Linked DNA regions of Oryctolagus cuniculus: region 2 is linked to region 1. A link is a contact called in public Micro-C data. All regions are on one chromosome and are shown on one strand. The core of a region is the stretch at or near the end of the contact, and the rest is flanking DNA. Distances in the headings are between cores, read along the strand shown. Region 1 holds the start of SELENOF (selenoprotein F). Region 2 holds the start of SH3GLB1 (SH3 domain containing GRB2 like, endophilin B1).

Region 1 (6,288 bases), core at 1,260-3,759:
CCTTTACTATTTAAGTGAACATTTTCCCATCTTACAAGGCACAGTAACAAAATTAGAGTAAATAAACTGTATATCTTTTCAAATTTTTGCCCCAGCATTAGTAAGGATTAGTATCTCTTTTGATCTTCCCTCAAACATAGCTGCACTTCAATCATATTTATTAGATACTCTTTGATACACTGCTCTTCAAAATTTCAAGACAATTGCAAAGTCTCTGGAAACAGCTAGCTATAGCTACTGCGTACAAAACTGCAATTATTCCCTAAAAATTAAACAGCACAGCAGCACTTAGTTGTTTCCCAAAGTTACTCTTTAGTCTAAATAATATCGCTGAAGGGATTTGTTTGCTTGTTTCTCAAAACGTATCTAGAAGGGTGCCGAGGTGCAAGTGCATGCAATCCCTTACCTTGCACTGTCTTTCCAGATTCAAATGACAGCCTCTTGAGCTGATTTAAGTGCCATGTGCATTTTTAACTCAAAATTGGTCACTGTCATTCTCTGACTATTCGCTCTCCACACCGAGCCCTTCCAAATGCCAGTTCCATACTAAATCGAAAGAATCTATTATCTATGCTTTTTTCTGTCCTTTCACAACTTCACACGTCAACTTTTTGCACTTCAGACTCCTTCGCCCATTAAAGCACTGTTAACTCTTCAAGGTACTTAAATGTTTACCGTGTAACCTTACTTTCCAATAGTAAACCTCACTACACAGTTCCCCTTCGGCATTCCCTCTTCTAAATTCACATCAACGCTGCCGCGAAGCAACATACGTGCACATCCCTGTTCTGGAGCCCACATGAACCAGTTCGGCGCCACTAAAACAGATCGCAGTCCCCGGACCCTCGTTCAGAACTGCCCTGAAGCTCTTCCCTCGCTAGCCTGCCCTACCTGGCCAGCCTACCTCGACCGCCTGTGGGGCGGTCCCTCGCTCCCCCGGGACCGGAGTGCAACTCACGGCAGCTTGTTTCCCTGACTGCCCCCTCCCCATCATTACCGGCGCCTCCTTCCATTGCTGCGCACCAATATTCCTGCACGACCACCGGTCCTCCCCCATCCTCCAAAAGAAGCTGTGCCCGAGTTCCCATACACGAAACTGGAATACCCCTCTCCGACACTGCCGAGGCGCTCTGCCCGAGCAAGGCTGAGCGTGGCCACCTCTTCCCTCTGAGTTGGGGCTTCTCTCGCCCTCTCTCCGGAATGCCTACTCGGGGGCAGCCCTGGGGCTCCGCGAAGCCCAGCCCTGCAACCTCTGCCCCGTGACCTCGCGAGTCCAGCACGCCACTCAAGCTCAAGTCACCCCATTCTAGGAGCTTGTGTTCTCTTGGAAACCTCTCCCAGCCCGCGAACCAGACCCCGGGCTGCACGAACGCCCACTTGCTCGGGCTGCAGTGCCCCCCGGCCCAGCCCCGTCCACAGCACTCAGCGCGGAGCGGCTCTGCTCCTCACCTAGCTTCGACAGGGACTCCTCCAGCTTCTGGATCTGGTTCTCCAAGAAGAGCATCGCCACCGCGAAGGCCACCACCGCCAGCAGCTGCAACTTGGGCGGCATCATAATCCTGAGGAGCCCCATGAAACCCGCTGCTCGGGATCAAGACATACCGCGGAGGGCGGGGAGCGGGGCCCCAGAGGCGAGGGAAACGCCGGGAGGAGCCCACCGAGCCGGCAGCCAGGCAAGGAGAGCGCGACAGCCAGAGCACCACCGCAGCGACCCCCCTTCTCGCCTCTCCGGTCCCCCCGCCCCCAGGCGCCAGCACTAGCGCCGCCGGTGCCCGCTTCTCGTCAGCCGACTCAACGGCCGCCCCCTCCAAAAGCCCGCGCAGCAAACCCTGCGCGAAGCGGCTGCCGGGCTCTCGCCTCCCTCCACAGCCTCAATCCCCGACCTCCGCGCCCGCCTGCCTGCCCGCCTCCCTCTCTTCCTTCCTTCCCTCCCTCCCTCCTTCGCTCGCGGCCGCGCGCTCCTACACCAGCGCTGCGGCTGCGGCTGCGCCGCCCTCGGCCCCGCCCCCGCCAAGTCCCCGCCCATCCCCCCTCCGCCACCACGCGCACGCATCCACGTACGCTGCTCGGCAACCAGAGGCCCCACCCCGTCCTCCTGCGCGGTTGTGCTTATTGGTCCGAAGAGTCCCTGCTCTTGGCCCTCGGTTCGATTTACGGTTGGCTTCCTCCGCCACAGGGCTCAATCAAGGCCGCATTCGATTGGGTAAACTTGGGGACGGAGGCAGGGCTTAAACTGGAGAAGGCGGGGCCTCCTGGCTGCCTGACGAAATGTCGTGAATGAAAGGATCCCGGGGAAGCACAGAAGTGGGGAGTTTAGAAAAGTGCCTGATTTGGGTAATCCAAAGCACCCGGCGACTGTCTTGATATTTGATCACCTTTAAGTTTTCATATACCCCGAGTTAACACGCGTCCCTTCAGAACAAGAGTTTCGGTGGCAACGGCCTTTAGCGGGCTGTCACGGATCAGGCTGTAGTGTGGACGCCCCAGCTGAGGGGTCCTCTGGGCAGCCCGAGACAGAGCCGAGAGGGTAACGATGGCGACTGGGGCTGGTGGAGGGCTGGGCCCGGCGTTTGGGCTACGGTTGCTGTTGGCCACCGTGCTTCAAGCGGTGAGTGTGGATCTCCTCCGTGGCTGCTCCGGGGCGGGTAGGAAGGATTGCAGAGAAGGAGGAGGAACATTCGAGCCTGTTTGGGATCCACGCTGGAAAAGGACGGAAGATGGGGTTTCCTCAGTGACTGCTGCTGCCGGAATGCGACGTGGCTTAATTCCTTGGTTGATGCTTGCTTGTCCTTCCTCGCTTTGATTTTGCTAGCGGCGTCTTCTGACTTCAGACCGTCTTGGGGGCTTCTCTTAACTCTAGCTGAAACAATCTGAATCACACTGCGGGGAGGGGAAGCAGTAAGGCTTAGGAAGAAGTGAAGACTTTTCAAGCAACAAAAACGCTAGGGAGTATCCTTATGATGGAGCTCCCCTGAGAGGAAAGCCCTCAAGTGTTCGCTCCTGGCTAACGATTTCTGTTGTTTTTTTTTTTTTTTAAACTCTCTCGAGCAGTAATCCCGTTTAAAATCTGGCAGTTTTATTTCGTTTTTTCCTATTACCAAAATAGATGAGTTCTTAATCTTGGAAAGGAGAAGTCCTGATTTTGATTTATTTTCATGCACGAAACAAGTAAATCTTGGTTAACTCCTCATAGTTTGCAATGTATGTTGCTATATGAAGGATAAAATTTTACTGGCGAGAGCTTTTACGTTTGTTAGCTCGTCTTAATTCGTCAAGTGTTCTCCATTAAGCCTGCTGAAAAGTTTTCTCCTGGGAGATCTGGTTTAACTGATGTATCCCAGATGTGGGTGGAGTTAAGGACTGTACATAGGCCTCTATAAACATCTCTGCTTTTCTTTCATCAAGGAATGTGAAACTATCCTGCCTTTTTACTTTTGTTACCCGGCCCCAACTTCTGTAATTAACATTCCAGTCCAGTACTCCATTTTTTAGACTTTTTGATGCTTTAGAAATTACTGGAACACCCCTGCCTGAACTCCTGTTAGGTCATTTGAGTTCATCACTACCACCATGGGAGACAAAAGGAGTAACATTTCAGGTTGCCCTCTCCTAATTTTACTATCTCATAACTTTCACTTGTTTGTGGCTATGTAACCTCCCAAAACTTAGTGACTTAAGTCAGTGGTCATTCTGTCAAGTCCTCTGTTGATTTCATCTGGGCTCCCTTATGCACTGTGCCCTGGAAAGTCCAAAGATACCCCATTCATAGTTCGAGCTGTCAGCTGGGGAGACTTGGATCTCATCCATGTGACCTCTCATCCTACAGTAGGCTAGAACAGCTTCTCTTCGTGGCAGTGCTCCGAAAAGCAAAAGCTGATGGTCAGCACTGTGGCACTGCCGGTTAAGCTGCCACTTGCGATGCTGACACACCCCTTAGAGTCCTAGCTGCTCTGCTTCTGATTCAGCTTCCTGCCCAATGCACCTGGGAGGGTAGCAGAACACGGCCCATGTACTTGGGCCCGTGCCACCCAGATGGGAGACTGGGATGGAGTGCCTGGCTCCTGGCTTCAGTCTGGCCCAGACCTGGTTGTTGCAGCCATTTGGGGAGTAAACCAGCAAATGGAAGGTCAGTCTCTTTCTCTTCTCTTCTCTTCTGCTTTTCAAAAGACGCTTCAAAAAGTTAATGGGAAAATGAAATTAAAAGATGTTTATTTTGATGCAGAGAATTTTGAAACTCATGCATGGCTTTTTCATAATATGCATTTTCCATGAACTTTTTAAAGTACCCTCTTCTATCTCTTCTGCCAAATATTTGTCAAAGCAAATATTTGTCTTTCAAAACAGACCCACCCATATTTCAAGGGTAGGGAAAGTTACTTTGCAAAGAATTGTGTATATCAAAAGAGGAAGAATTTATGGCCATTAACCAGTGTACCCGAGTGACTATGCACAGAATCCAAGCCAGAACTTAGGTGTCATCAGGTGTCATCTGATTCCTTCCTTCCTTTACATATTTCTTGTCCAGGCAGTTACCAAATCTGATTTATTTTGCTTGCTTAATATCTCTCAGATCCCTCATTCAGGCCACCAACATCTCTCTCCTTAGAAACAACAGCCTCCTGATTCATCCTTTGAATTATCTCTGTCTATAGTCAGAATCTAAATGGTTGGCTTTGCCAGCTTCCCGATTGAGCAAGCCAGAAATTTATCATTTAGGTTCTTTTTCCTCCCACTCTCTGAATTCAGTTAGTCATTAAGCCCTTCAAAATCTCCAGGCCAGACCACTTAATTCTGTTTCCATAGATAGTACTTAAATTCAAACCACCATCAGGGCTTACCTGGAATTACCACAACAACTTCCCTTCACTGATTTCCAGTCTCTGCAATGCATCTGGAGTTTTATCTTGTTTTGTTTTTTAATCTAGTTGAAGGGCAGAGAGACAGATACAGAGGCCCTCCATCCTCTGGTTCACTCTATAAATGCCCACAACAGCCAGGGTGAGGCTGAGTCAGGCCAAACCCCAGGAGCCAGAAACTCAATCTGGGTCTCCCACAAGGGTGGCAGGGACTCAAATTATTGAGCCATCACCTGTTGCCTCCCAGAAAGCTGAAGTGGAGCTAGGACTTGAACCCACAAAACTAGTACAGGATGTGGGCATCCCAAGTGACTGCACCAAACATCCACCCCCACCCTGTGTAATCCTAACATACAAATCTACCAAGCCTAAAACTTCAACAGCTCCCTGTTTTTATGGTAAAAATCCATCCTTTTAACATTTCTTTAACAAAGCACTTGTTTGTCTATCCCGGCTTATTTCCCAGTAGTTATCTCTAGTGATAAAGGGGAAAAAAATGAAATGGAGAATTAGGGCCATTTGTTTTAGTTTATTTCTTACACTTCTTCTTCCTCACCAGGCTTTTGAACTTGTTGCTCCCATTACCTAGAAGCTGCTTCCCAGCTTCCCATACTCTCCTCAACTCACATCAAAATCATGATTATCTTATACTTCCGCTCTAACCCTCCAGGTTCTCAGCTGAGAAATCGTTTCCTCCAGAAAGTCTTCCTATACCTGAACTCTGTTAGGAGTCTTTCAGTGTGCTTCAGTCGTGATCAGTTGTTCTCCTGGGTTCTTTTCAGGGTTTTCTAATTTCTTTTTTTATTATTATTTATTTTTTAAGGAATACAAATTTCATAAGTACAACTTTAGGAATATAGTTATTCTTCCCACCATACCTGCCCTCCCACCCCTCCACTTCCTCTCTCTCCCCGTGCCCCGTCCCATTTTCCATTAAGATTCATTTTCAATTAACTTTGTACACAGAAGACCAATTCTATACTAAGTAAAGATTTCAACTATTTGCGCACACACACACACACACACAAAAGAAAAAACTTTAAGAACTAGTTTTACAGTTAACTCTCAAAATACAACTCATTGAGGACAGAGATCCTGCATGGGGAGTTAGTGCACAGTGACTCCTGTTGTTAATGTAACAATTAACACTCTTAGGTCTCCCACTTAGTTAACTGGACCCGCACCTGGAAGGACTACTTCACTGTTCACTGTTCTGTTCACATTTTTATCTGTAGTGACATGCATATAGAGTAATAGGCATACAAGTGAAAAATTTGATGAATGAATTAGAGACTCTGTGAGTGAATGTTTGACAATGTGAAATATGAAACCTTATCAATTTTCTATTCCAGTTAGCTTTATAGAACTGTTCCCAGTGACAATCCCAACTGGAGACATGTATGAGAATTGTTGGGTGAGGGCAGGTTAGGGC
Region 2 (5,948 bases), core at 2,388-4,887, 190 kb after region 1:
TAGCCTCCTATTAATTCAGATCTTGGAAGGCAGCAGTGATGGCCCCAAAAATTGGGTTTCTGCTACTCATGTGGAAAACCTAGATTGAGTTTCTGCTAACTAGCTTCAGCCTGCCCCTATAGGCATTTGGAGAGTGAACCAGTAGGTGTCTCTCAGATAAATAAACAAATTAATTAATTAATTAATTTTTTGACAGGCAGAGTTAGACAATGAGAGAGACAGAGAGAAAGGTCTTCTTTTCCGTCGGTTCACCCCCCAAATGGCTGCTATGGCCAGCATTGCGCCGATCCAAAGCCAGAAGCCAGGTGCTTTTCCTGGTCTCCCACGCGGGTGCAGGCACCCAAGCACTCGAGCCATCCTCCACTGCCTTCCTGGGCCACAGTAGAGAGCTGGACTGGAAGAGGAGCAGCCGGGACTAGAACCCGGGGCCCATATGGTATGCTGGTGCCGCAGGTGGAGGATTAACCAAGTGAGCCACGGTGCTGGCCCTCTCAGATAAATTTTTAAAAATTTTAATTTTTTTAAGGGGGACATGTTTAAGGAAATCCCTTTCTCCAGACATTTCTCCCTTTTTATAAACGATTCAAGTCAAAATCCTGGCGTCATCCTTGACTTGTCTTTCACACCAGAGAGCCAATCTGACAGCCAATACAGATTTTGAAACTCCCCTCTACCACTGTCATCTAAGTCATATTTTTACCTGTCCCATATGACGACAGTTCCCTAACCAGTTGCCCCAGTACCTATGCAACTTCAGTCATTGCACTTGTTCCTTCTGCCCTCAAATGCTTCTGGAAGGAAGGAAGGAAGGAAGGAAGGGAGGGAGGGAGGGAGGGAGGGAGGGGAGGGGGAGGGGGAGGGGGAGGGGGAGGGGAGGGGAGGGGAGAGGAGAGGAGAGGAGAGGGGAGGGGAGAGGAGAGGAGAGGGGAGGAGAGGAGAGGAAAGAAGACTCTATTATACTTGTTTGAGGTCTCTCTGTATTTCATCCTATCAGAAAGCCTTGCCCTGACCATCCTAGCTACACAACATAGCAACAACCACCACTTTGCCTATTACCTTATTCTTCTGGCTTTTTTTCCTCTATCATCTGATGTATTTACAAGTTTATTTTCTGCCAGAATGTAAGCTCTAGGAAGGAAGATCCTTTACTGATTGTATTTCCTGCTGTATCACCAGTGTCCAGAATAGTGATGGAAGAGATGGACTAGGCACTTAAGTATGTAAGACCAAAAAGAAAATTGACAGCTAACAGATTAGGACAGAATGAAAAAACTTTTCCCTAAAGAGATGGAAAGAATCATTAAGATTCAATTGAGGAGGTATACTCTTTGCGATCTTTGGTAGATTTACTTTTTAAAATTCTATCTACCAACAATTTAAATCACACTAAATTCCAGAAATGTGTCCTATTTAAGTAGCATGGGTCATATAAAGCATTGTATAGTGTCAAATCTGCACCAAGGATATAAAATCACAGGTAATGGCACCACAGCAAAAAATATGGAAGGCTCTAGTCCTTTATTGTCAGCAATGTTAATTCTAAGTGTCTCAGAAATCAAAATTCATCTCAGACCCTCTATCATTCACTCCCCTTGCACCATGTTTTTGAACTATTGGAAACAGGCTAATTGAAATCAAGAAAGTATTTTAACTATAAAAGTTCAATGTCTTTACATTATACTTAATATTTTAGGGAAGAAGAGGTAGAAGACTTAAGATGGGTAGTTTATTATCACAGAGATTTTGGAATTCGAAATCAAAAGCTAGGAGGAATTTCTCATTTCTTCAGTGTTATTTGTTGCTGTTATTGAAACACATCATGCTACCTTATATTTAAAGTCTCTCTAGGCCACAGCATTCTATTTCCATGTATCTTAAACTTGCAACGGCTTATTCAGATAGAGAAATTAGTTGGCAGTAGTAGGCCAGATGGCAACCAGTTGTTTACTACCCGTGCAAGTTAGGCAAGTTACTGAACCTCTCCGAGGCTGCTTCCTTAGACATAAAAGGGGGTTAGTAACACCTACCTGGCAAAGCTATGGAAAGGACTGAAGGGAGTTAGTCAAATGAACAGCGAACTACTTGACATACATACAAGTGTTTCATAACATAGGCAGTTATTACCTTGCTCTGGCTCTTGCATGCTTTTGGTGAGACCAGTGCAATGTTAGAAGCAACTGTGCCAAAACTGAGGTAAAGGAGACAGGAATGTAGTAAAGCAATGGGACAGGTTTGACATTTCAGTATGCGTGTGAGAAATTAATTTCATTTTCTCTTTACAAAAGAGAATGCTGCTGCTACTGTGACTGTGTTATTAGCTTAAACAGCAGATTGTTTACAACCATGTTGTGAAATTTACATCTGTTCCTGGATGTAACTGACTTAGCACAATGCGGATGACGTCTGTAGAAAGCTAAGCTCCCTGGTACTGACACGTCCTTGATTGCAGCATTCCCAGAGCTAGTCAGTCTATAGTTCCCCTTCAAGTGTATCAAGCATGCCACTGCGGCTCCGGACACCACGTCAATCTTCCCCCCACCCCTCTCCTTACTCCCCAGCTGAGTTTGCACAACGAGAACCCCAAACTCTGGGTCTCTTGGCCCTGGCAAAGTTTGGACGCCAACTGGCGATGTGCATTTCCGCCCCTCCCTCCCCCGGGGGCTGCCAAGCCCAGGGACAGTCCTTTCAGGAAGACAGAGGGCTGGAGGGAACTGCCTTGGCAGAGTTCTCTGGGTTGAGGGGCTGGAAGAGGAAACTCCCTTCTCGGATTCGGCAGGGAGGGCCAGAGGCGAAAGGAAAGCGTGGGGGTGGCGCCCCAATGGTCTGCGGCGCTCGTACCCGCCGCGCTCGCCAGGCGCCGCCGGCCCCGGGAGGGGCTCACCCGGGCGGCCAGGGCAGCGCCTCGACCCGAGGTGAACTCAAGGTGTCCTCCAGGGGCGGGAGGGAGGTTCAGGCCCCGTCCCCACCCCGTCTCGCTGCCCCAGAGCGGCGGTTGGAGAGGAGCGAGGAGGAAAACGCCCAGCGGGACCGTAGGGGCACCAGGCCGCGCCCATCGCCCGAGCCTCGGCCGCAGCAATGCCGCCGGGCGGCCGCCGCCTCCTCGGGCTGGGCGCTCGGGGGCCCCTCCCAGGTCCCCCCTCGGACGCCGCCACCCTTTCCCACCCCCCACCCCCCCCAGCCCCCAACCACTGTGGTACCTGCACGGCCCGACTGAGGAAGGTGCCTGCGTCGGCCGCCAGCTTCTTCACGTTGAAGTCCATGATGTTCATCCCGGGAGGCAGCCGGGCGGAGCCGCCGGCTGACCTAGCGGGGAGGCGGTGGCGCCGAGGCCGGGCTGGGGCGCCGGGCGAGAGCGGCGGGGGCAGACGTGGTAGGTGGAGGGAGGTGGCGCCAGCGCCGCCGCCGCCGCAGCTGTCGTTTCCGCGAAGGGGGAGGCGGAGGGTGGGGCGAGGATCGAGTACCAGCGCTTCAGAACAGGCTGCGCTCCCGGGCTGCGGCGGCGGCGGCCGGGAAGTAGAGCGCGTCCAGCCGGGAGTGGGGCCGCCAACGTCCGCGCAGGTCGCGGGGGCCGAGCTGCAGGCCGACGGGCGTCCCTGCCTTGTGGGGCCGGGCCCCCGTCGGAGGAAGCGAGCGAAGCGCCGGCCGCGGGGCGGAGCCTTTCCCGAAGTTATCGCGGGAACAGCGACCCCTTGAGGCTCGCGGCGGCTCCGCCGCGGGGCGTGCCGGGAGCTCCTCCCGCTTTGGGCCTGCCAGGCTGGAGGGACTGCTGTGGAGGGGGTCCCAGCGCTCTGCGCGTTTGCCTTCAACATCAAAGAACCGGGAGCGCAGACAACCAAGATTCCTCTTTTTTTTTTTTTTCCACCTCCTGAACGAGAAAACATGTAATTACAGAATAGAATTGCAATATCTATGAAATTAGAACAGGCTTCGGTCATCTTGTAGCAGCTGGGTGTGCCGCTGGTCCGCGAGGCTTGGATGGCACTCAGCTCACCTCTTCATAATAGAGTTCAATTTAATGTCCCCATGGGGACTGTAGCCGATTCATTCAGCATTATTGAGTACCTACTGTGCACCAGGCTCTGAGTCAGGTGCTGAAGACACCACACTGAAGAAGGCACTGTCAAGCGCTCAGTCCGGTTACTTGACTTTTGAAAACCTCCCCACTCCCAGCAGAAGCCCTGTGACTCTTTTTTTTCTTTTTGGACAGGCAGAGTTAGTGAGAGAGAGAGACAGAGAGAAAGGTCTTCCTTTGTTGGTTCACTCCTCAAATGGCCGCTATGGCCAGCGCTGTGCCGATTCCAAGCCAGGAGCCAGGTGCTTCTTCCTAGTCTCCTGCACTCCATGTGGGCACAGGAGCCTAAGCACTTGGGCCATCCTCCACTGCACTCCCGGGCCACAGCAGAGAGCTGGACTGAAAGAGGAGCACTGGGACTAGAACCGGGCCCAGGGTGCCCGCGCCGCAGGCAGAGGATTAGCCAAGTGAGCCATGGCGCCAGCCTGCTTCAGGGACTTTAGGTCTCTCTTGAGGCACTTGCTGAATTACAGAGCCACACAGGTGCACACTGTGTGCCAAGCACACAAAGCACATGCTGGGGACACAAAGGGCCTGGTGAAAGCGGCAAAGAAATGTAAAATGGTGAGTGACTTAGGGTAGTCTTAATAACAATGCAGCCTGACTAGTGTTAACCATTAAGTAAGATTGTGAAGTTCACAATCCTTGCATCCCCAGTAACTTCCTAAGCAGTTATAGCCTATGTTAACAGCCTGTGCTAGAACAAAGTAAGACAGATACAAACATGGAAGGAGATGCATTGCTGTATCTCAAGAATAAGAAAACCCTCGCTGGTTTTTGTGGGGTGATGCCCTTTGGATTTAATGTGGCTGGGAAAATGTAGGCCCAGTAAGCAGTGAAGTGAGCTGGCATTCAGGCTTCAGAATTTTACTGAAACAGCGGTTATAGAAGCAGTTGCTGCTCATAAAGGTTGAAAGATGAGTGCAGGCCGGCGCCACGGCTCACTAGGCTAATCCTCCACCTTGCGGCGCCGGCACACCGGGTTCTAGTCCCGGTTGGGGCGCCGGATTCTGTCCCGGTTGCCCCTCTTCCAGGCCAGCTCTCTGCTGTGGCCCGGGAGTGCAGTGGAGGATGGCCCAAGTGCTTGGGCCCTGCACCCCATGGGAGACCAGGATAAGTACCTGGCTCCTGCCATCGGATCAGCGCGGTGCGCTGGCTGCAGTGCACCAGCCGCGGCAGCCATTGGAGGGTGAACCAGCGGCAAAGGAAGACCTTTCTCTCTGTCTCCCTCACTGTCCACTTGCCTGTCAAAAAAAAAAAAAAAAAAAAAAAGATGAGTGCAGTGAAAACGTTGTAAGGACAAACAGATAACATCTAAATAGATGTATTATTTGTTGTGGTGACAGAAACAGCCACCTTTTAACATACTTACAATACAATAGAATCTCCCAGACTTGAAATACTCCTTCTTTCAACTCAACATATTTTCTCCAGAAATGTGGAAAAGGAAATATATAATCCGAAGTCCCGTTTTTCATTTATTGTCTATTTTTCATCTTTATGTGGAAAAATACCTTCTCATCAAATCTCTGTCTTCAGGTATATCTGCCATAACTTACACCCCTCTCTATAAAAGGATCTCATCACCAAGTCTTCCATTAGGGGAAAGAACCCTGGATCCACTTCTTCAAGTGTTTAGATATTCTCAGACTTGTAAAAGACTTTGCTTTTTCCTTTTGCGTCCTTTATAAGCTATAATACTTTTTGCTACTCTCAAGATGCCTGTCTTATTCTCATATACCATCATTCCTAACTTTTAATTTCTCAGTATAGAGAAGATATACATCAACAAATGATTTGGCAGGATTTCCTTCAACCAAATTTGCTTCTTTTCTTTTCTTAAAATATTTACTTATTTATTTGAAAGGCAGAGTTA

Evidence for each region. Hi-C and Micro-C count contacts between places; a contact is called where the count stands out from the background.
Region 2: a contact with region 1 is called in a Micro-C map of ear pinna, with 5 times the contacts expected there. The contact joins the promoter of SH3GLB1 here to the promoter of SELENOF in region 1. A contact is called at or near these places in 2 of 6 Hi-C or Micro-C datasets (ear pinna and an unstated tissue).

The regions. Positions count from the first base shown.
Region 1 is chr7:84,224,237-84,230,524 of mOryCun1.1, forward strand. It overlaps SELENOF (selenoprotein F), which reads left to right and starts at 2,510. Exons shown (of 5, transcript NM_001256960.1): 1 at 2,510-2,608. The coding sequence starts at 2,534. HS2ST1 (heparan sulfate 2-O-sulfotransferase 1) reads right to left here and starts at 1,994. Exons shown (of 7, transcript XM_002715521.5): 1 at 1,450-1,994. The coding sequence starts at 1,573.
Region 2 is chr7:84,410,226-84,416,173 of mOryCun1.1, forward strand. It overlaps SH3GLB1 (SH3 domain containing GRB2 like, endophilin B1), which reads right to left and starts at 3,638. Exons shown (of 10, transcript XM_051857528.2): 1 at 3,198-3,638. The coding sequence starts at 3,269.